Linked DNA regions of Xenopus laevis: region 2 is linked to region 1. A link is a contact called in public Hi-C data. All regions are on one chromosome and are shown on one strand. The core of a region is the stretch at or near the end of the contact, and the rest is flanking DNA. Distances in the headings are between cores, read along the strand shown. Region 1 overlaps pde11a.L (dual 3',5'-cyclic-AMP and -GMP phosphodiesterase 11A). Region 2 has its middle 12 kb from the start of hnrnpa3.L.

Evidence for each region. A called contact is a pair of places that touch in the nucleus more often than the background predicts.
Region 2: a contact with region 1 is called in a Hi-C map of the XL177 cell line, with 11 times the contacts expected there. The contact joins two enhancer-like sites. A contact is called at or near these places in 2 of 4 Hi-C or Micro-C datasets (the XL177 cell line and the XTC cell line).

What each region holds. Positions count from the first base shown.
Region 1 is chr9_10L:77,653,450-77,660,186 of Xenopus_laevis_v10.1, reverse strand. The region is part of intron 14 of pde11a.L (dual 3',5'-cyclic-AMP and -GMP phosphodiesterase 11A); the gene reads right to left. Among protein-coding and RNA genes, the nearest start is that of pde11a.L, 180 kb to the right of the region's middle. Within about 2 kb of position 2,231, at least 1 of the 7 cell types and tissues checked has an H3K27ac peak or open chromatin away from gene starts, as enhancers often do.
Region 2 is chr9_10L:77,976,541-77,983,933 of Xenopus_laevis_v10.1, reverse strand. No RefSeq gene overlaps it. Among protein-coding and RNA genes, the nearest start is that of hnrnpa3.L, 12 kb to the right of the region's middle. Within about 2 kb of position 5,188, at least 1 of the 7 cell types and tissues checked has an H3K27ac peak or open chromatin away from gene starts, as enhancers often do.

The DNA of each region.
Region 1 (6,737 bases), core at 982-3,481:
TAAGCATTCTACAATTAAGAAACACTTCCCATTCATTTGTATTAATGCTAATGAAAGTTCACAGTCAGTCTGCAGCCAACACAAACGCAGTGAACCAGTCACATGGGAGAACAGACAATGGAGTGTCCTGCACAAAGATTCATTCTTTCCTTTCACCAATAAATATGTTCTGGGGGATGCGAATAACTATAAACATTATTTTTTATTTTTAAATTTGACAAGCTTACAGTATATTCGATTGCTGGTTCTGCAATTCAGCTGCAAAACAAACCATTTATTTCTAGCATAATTTTTATTTTAAACCTTGCATCCCTTTTATAAGGTTTTGTACACTGCCAACTGGTGGTGAATGAATATTGCTGGACTACAACTCCCAGCATTCTCCACACCAGCACTGATTAAAGGGTATGTTAACAGTGTCATGCAGCCATATATTATCCAGATGTTGCCAGAGTCAGTCTGCAGCCACACAACACATTACATAAACGGGTGCAAGATGTAAAGTACACATAAAGGCAGAGCTGACCTAAGAAGTATTGGCTCCCGAGGTAATGCACTGACACATCATCAGGAATAAGTCCCCTTGTTGTGAGGACTCAAGCCATAACACACACACATAATCACTTCTTTAAGTGTCTTTTTAACATAGACTAATGTATTGTCCTATTAGCTTCTTATTTGTGTGATGGATTTCTCCCACTGCTGCCTATGTGAATCCCTGACTTTAATCAGCCTATGGTGGCAACACTGAGGCTTTAAATCTATTTGAACATTTGCACTAAATAACTCAGCCATTTGATTCCCCAAAAGCACTTGTACATAAACTCGCATGTTTATGGGGATGATTCTGGCATGGCATATGGAATCAGATAATTGCTTGGAAGATTAAACAGGAAACTGATCTTTATTCATTGGTAACATTTCTCAGGAGAAATTAAATGGGTAGTATATTTACTATGTGTGTGTATGTATGCTATATAAATACACACACATATATATATATAAATTCTACATATAAATATATAGTTGCATTACAATTTTCCATGTGATCGAAACAGTTCTGATAAGGCTGAATTAGTTCAAAATGTCCTGGGCCAAAGACATGGAAAAGTAAATCTTTTAAATATTATATATCTTGTCAGTGTTGGACTGGGGTGTTCCCCCCACTGGGAGCTGCGACCTCAAGGGCCTACAAGGCCCCTCACCGCTGTCATGTTGCTCATCCCTCATCCGGGAGAGCGGCAGCATGGGTTTTTCGTGCGTGTCCTGCCAGGTCAGTCTTGCGCTGTATCTAGTGATAAGGGTGTTTGGTCCTGGAAGCCTTAGAGAGGTAACACTATAGGGCTTATTTACAATTGTATGGCAAAGTGCAATCATTCAATTTATCATTCACAAAAGTGGGGTCATTTGGACCACGGTACCCACCACACCCAGGGAGTAGGAAACTGTTTGTGGGTGGTGGGATAGGATTCTGGCTACAGGGCGGTTACAGGATCTTAACAGGCCGGGACACAATGTCTGTATACTCTCCACTAGTTATATGCCACTTGTTATAAACCTATATATGTTCTTCTATACTAGAGCTGTGTGTCAGTCTACCAGCTGCCTAATGGTATGCTGAACATAATAAGCTGCACATAGGGCTCCCTGTGTATGCTGAATTGGGCACAAACATTGCTGATGCTACATGCTCCAAATGCCCACATGAAACTTTGAAGTGCACACATGGTTTAAAAAGTATGCCTTGGGCACAACTTTTGCACCAGACTTGACACATCAGCTGCACTTACACATTTTTCAGTGAGCACAACTGCTCTGGAATTCTGTGAAAGAATGCTGCATTGTGGGTAAAAGAGAAAGGGGAGAACAGGACAAGCAGAAACCCCTTATCAATATAGGGTGTAAGGGATTGAGGACAAGGAAGAGTGGCACAATTGAACGCACAAAGGGCAAATAAGCAACAGGAAAACTAAATGATAAAATCCTGCCGTGCCCCTCTAATACCCCTGTGCAGCTGCGCAACAGGTTCATCTAATAGTATTCACACATCTATAATTCATTTCTATACCTAAATGTGTTTAAGGGTGAGTTGTAAGGTCAACTGGAGCTGTTAAACTGATGTGATTTAACAGTCAGATAAACCACAAAGCGAATGCATTCAGTAAGTACATATTTCTGAGCTCTATATCATCCATCATGACATATTATGCTGGCGAGCAGTGGACAAAGGTAACCATTTTGTGTGCTACAGCTTTGGTAAATTCTAGTTTCAATCTACAGTGCCATCTAGTGTTCATCCATTAAATGTTTTCTTTTATTAAGTAGGAAAGGAACGGCAGAACTTTCTCCTATGAGAAGGCAATAGCTGGGTCCCAAATATGTAATAAAATAAATACTGCATGTGTCAGGCCACAGTGCTAATAAATGCTTAAGTACATAGGTTGTGTTCTGCAATGGTTATCATGGCTGGGGCATCATCAACCCTGCCCAATCCTACCCACCATAACCATATCACCCCTAACCTGCAACCCTGCAGTATATCAGATACCAATCCCCTTACCAAGCTTGCCCTTGGAACATAGCATCCCACCTTTCGAATAAACATTACTGTAACCTGATCACCTTCCAGTAACCTAACACCCCAAAGACCAGACAACCCCATTCAAGCAATGTAAACCCCCCCCCCCCAAACCAGGTACGTTCTGGGAAATCCAGGGGAGTTGACAGGCATGCATTCATTTTTGCAGCTTCTTGTTTCTACTCCCTACCCATTGCTCTTGCTGCATGACACAAAATGTGTTACCTCCATTAACCTATTCACTATACACCCCCACACTTCATAGATATATTACAGAACCAAGAATATGGTCCAATGTGTATCATGGCCATTTCTGCTCTTATCTAATACACTATATTAATATTACTGTCCATTCTGGTTGTGGATATTTTATTGTAATGAGAAGGTACATACTCCGTGCTGTGAAGGTTACTGGGAAAAATATTTAACCCCTTTCCCACTAGAGTCATGGTATGGATTGAAGAGAAGCCTGGAAATGGTATCAGCAGGGTCTCTGGCCCTGGAGAAATGGGGAGAGTTATAGTTCATCTTGGCAACACATCACAATCCATTAAGAGTTTTCTGGAGCATTAAAAGAAGACAATTAGAAAGCAACAGAGCCCACTGCTTTTTACATGCCTAGTCCTGTTTATAGAATCCCTGTATTTCTCCCAGGTGTTTTGGGGCTTAGACAAGGAGATTTAGGCTCCATTTGAAGGGGAAGAATGACAAAAGAAATAACCATGCAGTGTTGTTGTTAAACTACAACTCCCAGCCCTAATCAGCCTTCCCAAAAGCTTTCTCTGAGGCTGTGCTTCATTTCTTGACACTAAAGTGTTCCCGACATAGGGAGAGATGCATTTGGGTCCAGTGCTGCCCTTGGCATAGGACTAGCACTTAGTTCCCCTTTGCTAATAACATATGTGCAGTACAGTCTTTGCATGCACTAATCACAGAAAAGAGATGTATTTATGTTCCATTAAGCCATGGGGTTAAGTTGCACATAGATGCAAAGGTTGCGACAAAGCTGCATAAACCATACCATAGAGATGCAGTAAATCTGTATTTGTAATGCGAATTAATTCCATTTATTATTGTGTATAGTATAAAAAATACAGAGCAATGATACGGTACCAGATTTATGCTAATGTATGCCCATTTATACATAGGAACCTTTTGAACATCTTTATTTACATTCTTTTCCCAATGCTACCTGCTGCAGTTAAGCACCTCTTTAATGCTGTAAAGAGCGACACCTAGTGTCAGACTCAGGCTGGCATTTTATAGCTTCTCTCCCCTGTCTGGAGATGACGTTATGGCAAGGTCATTCATGGTTCATGCATCTATTTGCCTCAGCATAAAAACAGGCATATTATCTCTGATGCAGCATTTCTTGACCGGTACCCAGAGAATTATAGCATTCCGAGTGGATACAAGAAAAGTCATTCTGCACATTTCTCTGTTTGAATTATATTTTAGCTTTGAGACATTGTCAGACGTGTTAAATGATTTCTAGCAATCCTTGTTATTCCTTATGTGGTACAATCTTGCCACCTAGTGGAAGTTTCAATTGTTCAATATTTAGAAAACTGTTAGCCAGGCAAAGCACAAAACACAACCTTCATTTAAATTGTGCACATTTTATTTTTCTTAAATAAAATGTATTTTTTTTTTACTTTAAGTTCTATCTATGTTATACTGGCATTATAGGGGATATAAACCTGCCCTAAAAGTGAATCTTAGACACCACACGCTCAATTACAGAGGCAAGAGGATTCTCTAGTGAGAACCATCACTACTAAGATGGGAAAATGCCTCTCTGTACACTGAAAAACTAGAATTTTGTCTCTTTTACTTGTGACTTCACCCACCACCTCTTGAGGTAAGCTCATGGCGAGGGCATATTGACTTAGGGAATTAGTGCAGCTACTTATGCCTATAAAGAAAAAAGAAAGTGTGCCAGAGAAGTGGCGAGTAACCCTCTCTCTTTTAATTGATGCACGCATTAACACTGTCCTGCTGATGTACTGATCAGGGGGAAAAGGGGGGGTGGGGAGAGCTGTGTGTATAGGGCAGCACCAGCTGGATATATGCAACCCTGGATAGATAGCAGCAATGTCTAGATCATGAAGTCGTTTACCTTTTTTTTGGCACTGACTCCAGAGGTGAAAAATAAAGTATCTAACAGATTAATGCTAAATTTTAGTGTGGGTCTAGGTACAGGTATGGGACCTGTTATCCAGAATGCTTAGTACCTGGGGTTTTCCAGATAACAGATCTTACGTAATTTGGATCTTCATACCTTAAAGGAACAGTTCAGTGTGAAAATAAAAACGGTGTAAATAGATGGGCTATGCAAAATAAAAAAATGTTTCTAATATAGCCAAAAATGTAATGTATAAAGGCTGGAATGACTGGATGTCTAACATAATAGCCAGAACACTACTTCCTGCTTTTCAGCTCTATAACTCTGAGTTAGTCAGCGACTTGAAGTGGGGCCACATGGTACATATCTGTTCAGTGAGTTTGCAATTGATCCTCAGCATTCAGCTCAGATTCAAAAGCAACAGATATGACCCATGTGGCCCTCCCTCAAGTCTCTGATTGGTTACTGCCTGGTAACCAGGGTAACCAGTCAGTATAAACCAAGAGAGCTGAAAAGCAGGAAGTAGTGTTCTGACTGACATGTTATACATCAAATCACTCCAGCCTTTATACATTACATTTTTGGCTAACTAACTATATTAGAAACATTTTTTATCTTGCACAGCCTATCTATTTACCCAGTTTTCATTTTTACACTGAACAATTCCTTTAACTCTAGAGACAAAAAGCAGGTATTTGATTGCGCCCAATGATATATATATATATATATATCAACAAAATAAAAAGACGCAATAAAAAAAAAAGTGCACAACAAACACATACAGCATTATATCCTTCCCCTCTCCTTCCAAAGGAATCTGAGCCATCCCACTGTGTAAGAGATACACATAGAATATATGGTTTATTATTCTTAATGTGGGATACAAAACAACCATAATGTAGTTTGCGACAAAAAAGAAAAAAAATTTGTTATGCAACAAAATATTTGAGACAAAAAAATTTCACAAATTTTTCAGTAGTTTCGCAAAATTTACCAGCGAAGAGAAACCGGTCAGATTCGCTCATCACTAGAGCCAATGTGCTGTGTAACCACTTGCTAATGTTACAGACATTTGACACAAACTGCATGTCTAAAACCAGTGTCGGACTGGCCCGGCGGGATACCGGGAAAATACCCGGTGGGCCCCGACCCTAGTGGGCCCCGCCGGGCCAGTCCCCCTCTCCCAAACAGTTTTTAAAAAAATATTAAAAAAATTTCGGCGCATAGCAGCGCCGTTTGCGCATGTGCGCCGTTTCCGTTTGCGCATGCGCGCCGTTTGCGCATGCGCGATGCGCCGCCTGGGCCCCGAGCAAGGATTCGCCTAACAAGTAGGTAGCGGGGGCCAGAGGGGGGCCCTGGACACCAGTCCCGGTGGGCCCCGGCCCCCCAGTCCGACCCTGTCTAAAATACAGACCTCTGCAGAATGTAGTAAGAAACTGTCAGAAAAACAATGTCCAGGTTCACAGCACCAGGGTTTGGGACAGGAAGATTTGAATAGTCCAATAATTTGGCTATTTCTTGCAGCTGGATTATGGGTATGGTTACCAGGGGACAAGTCATTGACATTATTTTTCACAATCCAAACACACTGCCTCCTGTGGCTCAAGCAGGAGCAGCAGAGTTCAGTCCATAGCAGGTCCCTGGGTCTAACAATCCTCTTCTAAAGCAGGGACTTCCTGTCACTTAATGGGTGAACCTATTGATCTGCAGGCCTAGCAAGCAAACCCCCCCAAAAAAAAGTCTGTGTGCCCCATAGATAAATCTTTATTTCACAAATAGGAAAGCCATATTCACTCTGGGGTGTCTAGTCTGACTGGCAACAAGGTAATATGGCACCAGAAATATTACCTGGGCCAGTTCAGTTGGTCCCTAGAGTGCTGTTTTGCAGTAACTGTGAATAGGGCATTCTTTATTCTTTAAAGGAAACCCAGCATCATAAAACTTGCCTATGTTGCAAGAGGATGAACCCCATAATTTGTTAAGACCTGGAATCCATGAGCCCCTCTACTGTATAGATGCTCCAAGGGTACTTAG
Region 2 (7,393 bases), core at 3,939-6,438, 320 kb before region 1:
AATAGCAAAATGTACCTTGAGGCTATAGCATTTAATTAAGCAGAGTGAGTTGTTTATAACATTCTTAATTACTTGTGCAATCAATTATTGCTAATCTAATATAAAAGTTGCCTAATTAAATACAGAATAGGGTAAGAAATTAGGATGCTGCTTGGTACATCGTTGGAATACCCTTTTGCTTAACACAAAGTGTAAAAGTTTGTTATGTGTCAGTTTTGAACTTTTGGCTAATCTTCTTCCAAGTGTTGTCACTTTGTCACTGGCATCTGGAACTGGCACTCACGAAAAGTCTTCCATTATACTATTACATGCATATTTTTAAAGTATGGTCATATACTTAAAGGAGAACTAAAACTTAACTAAAGTAGGTGTTGTACATTATGTTTTGTGCTTCTGTATCAGCCCAAGGCAACCACAGCCCTTTAGAAGTAAAGATCTGTTCCTCCAAAGATGACCCAGTAGCTCCCCATCTTCTTTTCTGCTGATGCTCTGTGCTGCTGTCACTTACTGAGGTTAGGGGCTGACTCAAAATATACAGTACACATAGAATATAAATGTTAAAATATAAGGCTGAGCAGTAAGTAATACAGATAATTACTACATGGCAGCACAGAAACCAGTGCAACTAGCATCAGAATTTAATAATCAGCCTTGTAGCATCAGCTTATATTACAGACCAACCTCATTATCTGCTTGATAATTTTTGACGACCCCTAAGCTTAGCTTCTCAACAGCTGCTCAGAGCTTATTTAACTGTATCAGAGAAGATGGGAAAACATACAGCAGGCAGAATAACTGCTAATAAGCTTTTATCTCATGTCCACATGACATGTTTCGGGCTCAGAGCTCATTGAGCATGTGAGCGTGGCAGACACTTTCCAAGATGGTGACCCCTGTGACAAATTTGAAGTCCTGGATCATTGCTGTTATTGAGAAGCTGAAACTTTAGGCTGGTGCAATAAGTTCATTATATAAAACATGACAGTTTTAGCCCTTTTCATTTTTAGAGTTTAGTTCTCCTTTAAAGGTTACTTTAAAGGAATTCTGTCATGATTTTTATGATGTTGTTTTTATTTCTAAATTACACTGCAAATAATTCACTCTACCATATAAAATTTAATTTCTGAACCAGCAAGTGTATTTTTTTTAGTTGTAATATTGGTGTGTAGGCAGCCATCATTTTGCCCGGTCATGTGCTTTCAGAAAGAGCTAGCACTTTAGGATGGAACTGCTTCCTGGCAGGCTGTTGTTTCTCCAAATCAATGTAACTGAATGTGTCGCAGTGGGACCTGGATTTAACTATTGAGTGCTGTTCTTAGATCTACTGCTATTTTAAGAACTTTTGTCATTTACATTCATTATTTATTTTGTTTTTATTCCAAGATATTAAGGCATACATGTACTGTTAATATGAATGAATTTTGTTAGAACAGTACCACCTGATTAGTTTCTGACCAACAAGTAGTCAAGGAAGTTGTCAGGAGAAAGAAAAAGGCTGCTCTGATGTTCTTCTGCATAGGAAAAAAATTAGAAACCTCTCTCAAATCTTTCCTAAGCAGAAGAACACCAGAGCAGCCTTTTTCTCTCTCCTAACAACTTCCTTGACTACTTGGTGGTCAGACTGGTTGGAAACTGGCCGGCACATGGCGCTGCTGGAACAAAATTAATTCCTATTAACAGTACATGTATCACTTAATATCTTGGAATAAAAAATAAATAATTAATGAATGTATAACAAAAGTGCTTAGAATAGCACTCTCGTCAATTTTACATTAACTTATTTTAATTGTTTGCTAATCCTTAAATGTCTCTTACAGGAGTGCATATAGTCCATATTGCATTCCAGGTAGCAGCTGATATGAGCAGTGGTTTGGTCTGTGGAATCAGGCTATCAATGTGTGGTCAAATTATACATGGTCTAAAGTTTGGACCACACATGGGTGAAGTTATGGAAAAGCTATGGGTTAATTTGAATCTGATCTTGCAGGATATACATACAACTTGGATCTTCTGGAAATATTAATACTTATGGCCCTGATTTATATCTTACTGATATGCATGGTTCCAAGTCATCACGTCATTAAAGACCAGGCAGAACATAAATTGGTTCTTTACATGCCTTTATCTTTTGCTACTGAGCATTTTCCAAGCTTAAGTTGTTGGAGAGAGTTGTCAGGGATTGTTTTTTTTTCCTTCTATTAAGATAAGAATGTCTTGCTTAACGTACAATAGTTAAAGGAAATTAGGTAGGCAACAGAGAGTAGGAGGCATGGGCAGCTCCTGTTATGGCTCTTTTTAAGGGTCTCTTTGTGGTTTCAGTGGTTCCCTTGCTTTTTAATGTAGAACACTTGTTGAACACATGTTTACCTTCTGAGTTCCTACATTGTAGACCTTCTCTTACATTTTGTTGAAATGTAGCAGTGCAGTGTGCTAACCTTGGCTGGGTGGTTGTATGAGGCCCATAGATAGGAGAAGAAAGGCCAATGATAATGGCAGTAGTAAATAACAGTGTAAGCATTTTCTTGGTGTAAAATATTTTACACACTTTTATAAATATGCCCATTTGTTTTTTTCTGTAGCCCTGTACAATAAGTGGAAATCAAACCTTGATAGATGAATACAGAGCAGGCCTTACTCAAATAAGCTTACAAATGCATAGAAAGTGAAGAGTAAATTTTATTTTGCTTTGATTGTGCTTTTATATGAAAATTCACAAACGCTGGAAAAATTCCATTCCATGTCAAAAATGAATGAACAATAAAAATCTCCAAAATCCAAAATTGTAGGGGCATTCCCTGCATTCAACTTCCCTCTTTAGGAACATAACTAGAGTATAAACTGTATAGGAGGGTGAGCAATAAAGTTGCAAATAAACCCTTTTATGGCACAGACAGTAAACACTTTCTCACCAGCTCTTAACCTGTCAGCTATATTGTCAAGCACTTGTCACAAACCATGATTGTTAAAAGCTTGCTGGAAATGTTATAGTTGTCACATAAAATAATATCACCATGTAATTACCAGTTTTTTCTGTCTAGGGAAATGAGGAAAAAATAATATGGTGTCAAATAAATGTCACAAATTAGTAATATAGAGGCATCAGTTACATCTGACGTATTGCTGCGCATTCAGCCTACCAGAAGCACCTTATATTTTGTAGGATATGAAACAAAATGATCTGCAGTATTGACCTGATAAAAATTTAAAGGGGCAATAAAGCTCAGGCATAAGCTTTTGTTGTATGAAAAAGTATGTTGTAACATGTTCTGACAGTTAGACATCAAATACAACAAAATTTGAATCTGAATTTTCATGTGCGATTTGCAGAAGACTTGCACTGTAATAAACTGAGTTTAGTATTCAATTATGGCAAATTATTATAACATGCAATTAAAAGCAAGCATTGCATGACCACACACTTGCATACAGACTGGATTAATATAGTTATATGCCTGTAGTGCTTGTGTCTTTACCACTGGGTCACGACCCGAGCTTGTGATGTCGATGTGTGTTAGCTGGGTAGAAGGCTCATCAGAAAAATAAATATAAGCATTAAATATATTTTTTTATTGTCCCTTTACCTGCCTGTAGGATCCATATATAGATAGCAAGCGGTGGGTTTGACAAATAATTCCTTGCTGGACAGTGGTACCAATCCGCAATGCAACATATGTAAATATGGAGCCGACAGACGAACTAATGGGAAAAAAACAGGTCTTAAATATAATTTATAGTGTTTCTTGTTCCTTGATGTTCTAAATAATATTAGCCTTTATGATAAAAAATGGTGTAGTGTAGAGCGTCTCATTTGGGCTCCCAAAACATTTCTTGGGCAAAATGTTGTGTGCCTGAATGAAAAGGTTGAAGTACCACGGCATTAGTGTAATAGGGAGTGTTATAGGATTTACACTGGACAATTAAAATTAGGCCTCTCTTCTGTAATACAAACCTAACGATGCCCAGGAATACTAGTGCTGACAATGACCATTTCTGTTTACTTTGCAGGAGTAAGTATATTGCACCAGAAGGGATAGAGTGATTACAATGGGAAGATATTTTGAGGATGCAAGAGAGGTGATTTCACACAGTTGACAACATGTCCCATGTACCATTACAGAAAGATTTCTTTCTGCTAGAGAAGGATTAGCCATAGAGAACATCTTCCATGTTATTCATTAGTACAGAACAGCAAATAAAGCAGAGAGCAAGAATTTCTCTGGAAAGCTCAGACTGTGTGATAAGCCTTTGCATTTTTCAACAATTCTTTGAACAGTTAGACTGGTGTGTCTCTACAGTATCTGCTTCCTTTCTGCATATTATGATTATTACATTTAGTCCCTCTTTAGCTTCGCCAAAAAACATCAGCTAGCTGTTTCAAATATGGGATATGAAATAAGTATTTGGGAACTGAAATGCCAAAAGCATGATATTAGCAGTGTAAAACTGGTAAAAACAAAAAGCAAAAAAATAGTCAATAAAAATTGTAAAGATGCTCAAATGAGCACGCTGGGCAACTTTACATTACTTTTTGGGGCTTAGATCCACTTTAAATGTCACTACAGTGTTCTCCTCAAGCAGAATAAAATATTGATGCAGCTGAACATTTGTGCAGTTAACTAAATATATGCTTGATTTCATTAGGGGGGCTATAAGAAATTCTAACATTTCCTGTTTGTAGCCTATTTTGTAATGCTAAAATACTGCTGCAGGGAGAAGGATTAGATGCCTTTTCATTTTACCAATAGGTGTGACTTAATGAGCCTGAGGAAATGGATATATTGAAGGGCAAGTCAACTCCAAAATAAAAATTTGCCTAATAAAAGAAAACATAATACTAAGCAACTTTCCAATATACATTTCTTAACCTTTTCAGTGGTTTTAAAGTTCTTTGTAAAGCCAATTGCTATTGAAAGCAGCATTTGCTTAAAGGAACAGTAACACCAAAAAATGTAAGTGTTTTAAAGGAATGACAATATAATAAACTGTTGCCCTGCACTGGTAAAACTGGTTTGTTTGCTTCAGAAAGACTACTATAGTTTATAAAAACAAGTTGCTGTTTAGCCATGAGGGGCTAATCAAGCACATTTAGCTTTATTAAAAGCATTGGCTCACTGCACTTGTGGTTGAATATGCGTGTGCACATAACTATCATAAGAGAAGGGAACCTACTGACCCATTGAGATGACAGCAGCAGATACAGCACAGCTCCTTTATCTGTGAATCTAAATCTAATCTAAATCTGAGGCCACTGTGGAATGCTGAGTGCAAGTAAGCAAGCATTTAAAGGCTTCAGGTTGATAGTTGCAGGTAGTGCTCAGGCTATATATTTTGAATAGTAAATACATTATATAATTTATTTTCATTTATTTGGATGAAATCAAAGTATTCATGGCTATTGTGATCGTAAGTTAGTTGAAATATTGGTAAACTGTATATAGTTACTCATACATGTGAGGGTACAGATAGGTCTGTATACGTATGTGTATGTATGTGTATTGGTTTCTTTTGGAGGGGTTGAACTTGATGAAAATTTGGGTTTTTTCAACCCTACTTAACTATATGCTCCTGTCACTCTGGGGTCTAGCAAGTGCTAGAGCAAAAACTGTGCCCCCTGTCCTGCAGAATATAAATGAACCCATCTATTTAAGGAAACTAAAAAGAAAACCAATGATTTGCAGTTTTTTCGAAAAAGAACATTTTAAAAGCTGGGTTTACTGTATTTTTATTACTGAGTCTTTCTTTAGCTGTGCAGAAAGTGTAAAGGGGTTGTTTCAGAATGTGACTATTTAAATCATATTAGAAATGAGTTGGTTAATCATTTGCTTGCATTATTCTACCTGCAGATCAACGCTATACACTAGTAGCCTCTAAACTGGGTAGGCCCAGTTATTAAAGGTCAAATTTTGTGGTATTAGAGATTTTTGAAACCCCCTTTAAACTGATTTTCTCTAAAACCACAAATGCCATGAACATTATTAAAAAAGCTGAAAGATGCTTTAAAAATACAAAAACATATAAAAATCCAATTTTTCGTACAAATACTAGCGGGAAAAAAACACGAAAACCTCTAAAAATGTAAATGGCTTAAAAAAGGTCCAATAGGATCAGCGCAGCTCCAATTGACTTCTATGGGACTTTGAATTCTTTAACTTGGCCAAGGTTTGTATTTGAGTTTTTCATGGTTTTTACATTTAATAAATATTACATTTTTAGAAAATGTAATTTAAAAAAACAAATTTTTAGAGAAAAAATGTGATTTGTGAAAAAAATAGAAATCCAAATGTTAGAAAATCTGCCTCTTGGTGTCTGGGGCAGATTTACTAAAGGACTAAGTGGCTGTCGCTAGCGACAATTTGCCAGAAATCCCATCCGCAGGTACATCGCCAGTTTACTAACAGTCATAGATGACAATTCACTGATGAAAGGGGCAGTCGCTAGCATAGTTTAACGCCCTATAGCCAGACTTATTTTTGCTCAGGTGAACGATCGTTCACTAAAGTGAACATTACCAAAAGTTCGCTATGAAATGCTTGCGCTGACAAATTAACGCTAGCAAAACTTTGCCATTGTTCGGTTACAGAGACGCAACTTTGCATTTTAGTGAATTAGCATAGTGGAAACTAATTCACACCTGGCAAAGTGGCTCAAAGTGTGGCTTCTCTGGTGAAAATTCGCCCTTTAGTGAATTTGCCCCAGTGACTTACATTCTAGGTCACTGACGAATAAGGGGTTAATATATATTTGTATTTAGTAATATGTGTGGGTTCTACTATACTGTTTTCTCTCTTGAATTAAATATAAGTGGACTCCCATGAATACATTCGGTTCATTATACTCAACAAGCAAGGCCATACATAAACCAATCATTTTTACCACTCATGAATATTACAAAATATTCTTAAACATAGAAGCAGCATGTGCTCTGAATATACAGTAGTTATTGCTTCGAATTAGGACAGACTATATTATTATATAATCCCTGTTGCAATCCTGGCTATTCCAGCTGCAGCCGCACACACAGGCATTCCCTATAACTCTTCACGAATTATGTCTGCAGGGAACGAATACTTTTTAATTATGTACAATGGGATGTGCATAAATAATTAGCCGATCTCACTTTGCATTCTGCAGACCTCTCTAACTTTCAGCTCAGTAAATACTTAATGAAAGTCAGAAAGATTGCCTACCAAAGATATTCCCATTTCTTAAATGCTTCAGGGCATGAACTTGATTCTCTGCTCTGAAAAGATTAAAGCAGGAGCTATAATCGTTTTATAATTTTCCTTGGCTAGAAAATTAAGGTGAAAAGGCTTTAATATATTTCTATTTCTATTGTAGAAAAGCTCCATATCTTTGTGCTTATATATGAATGCTTAGTTCCGCAGGTGTAAAA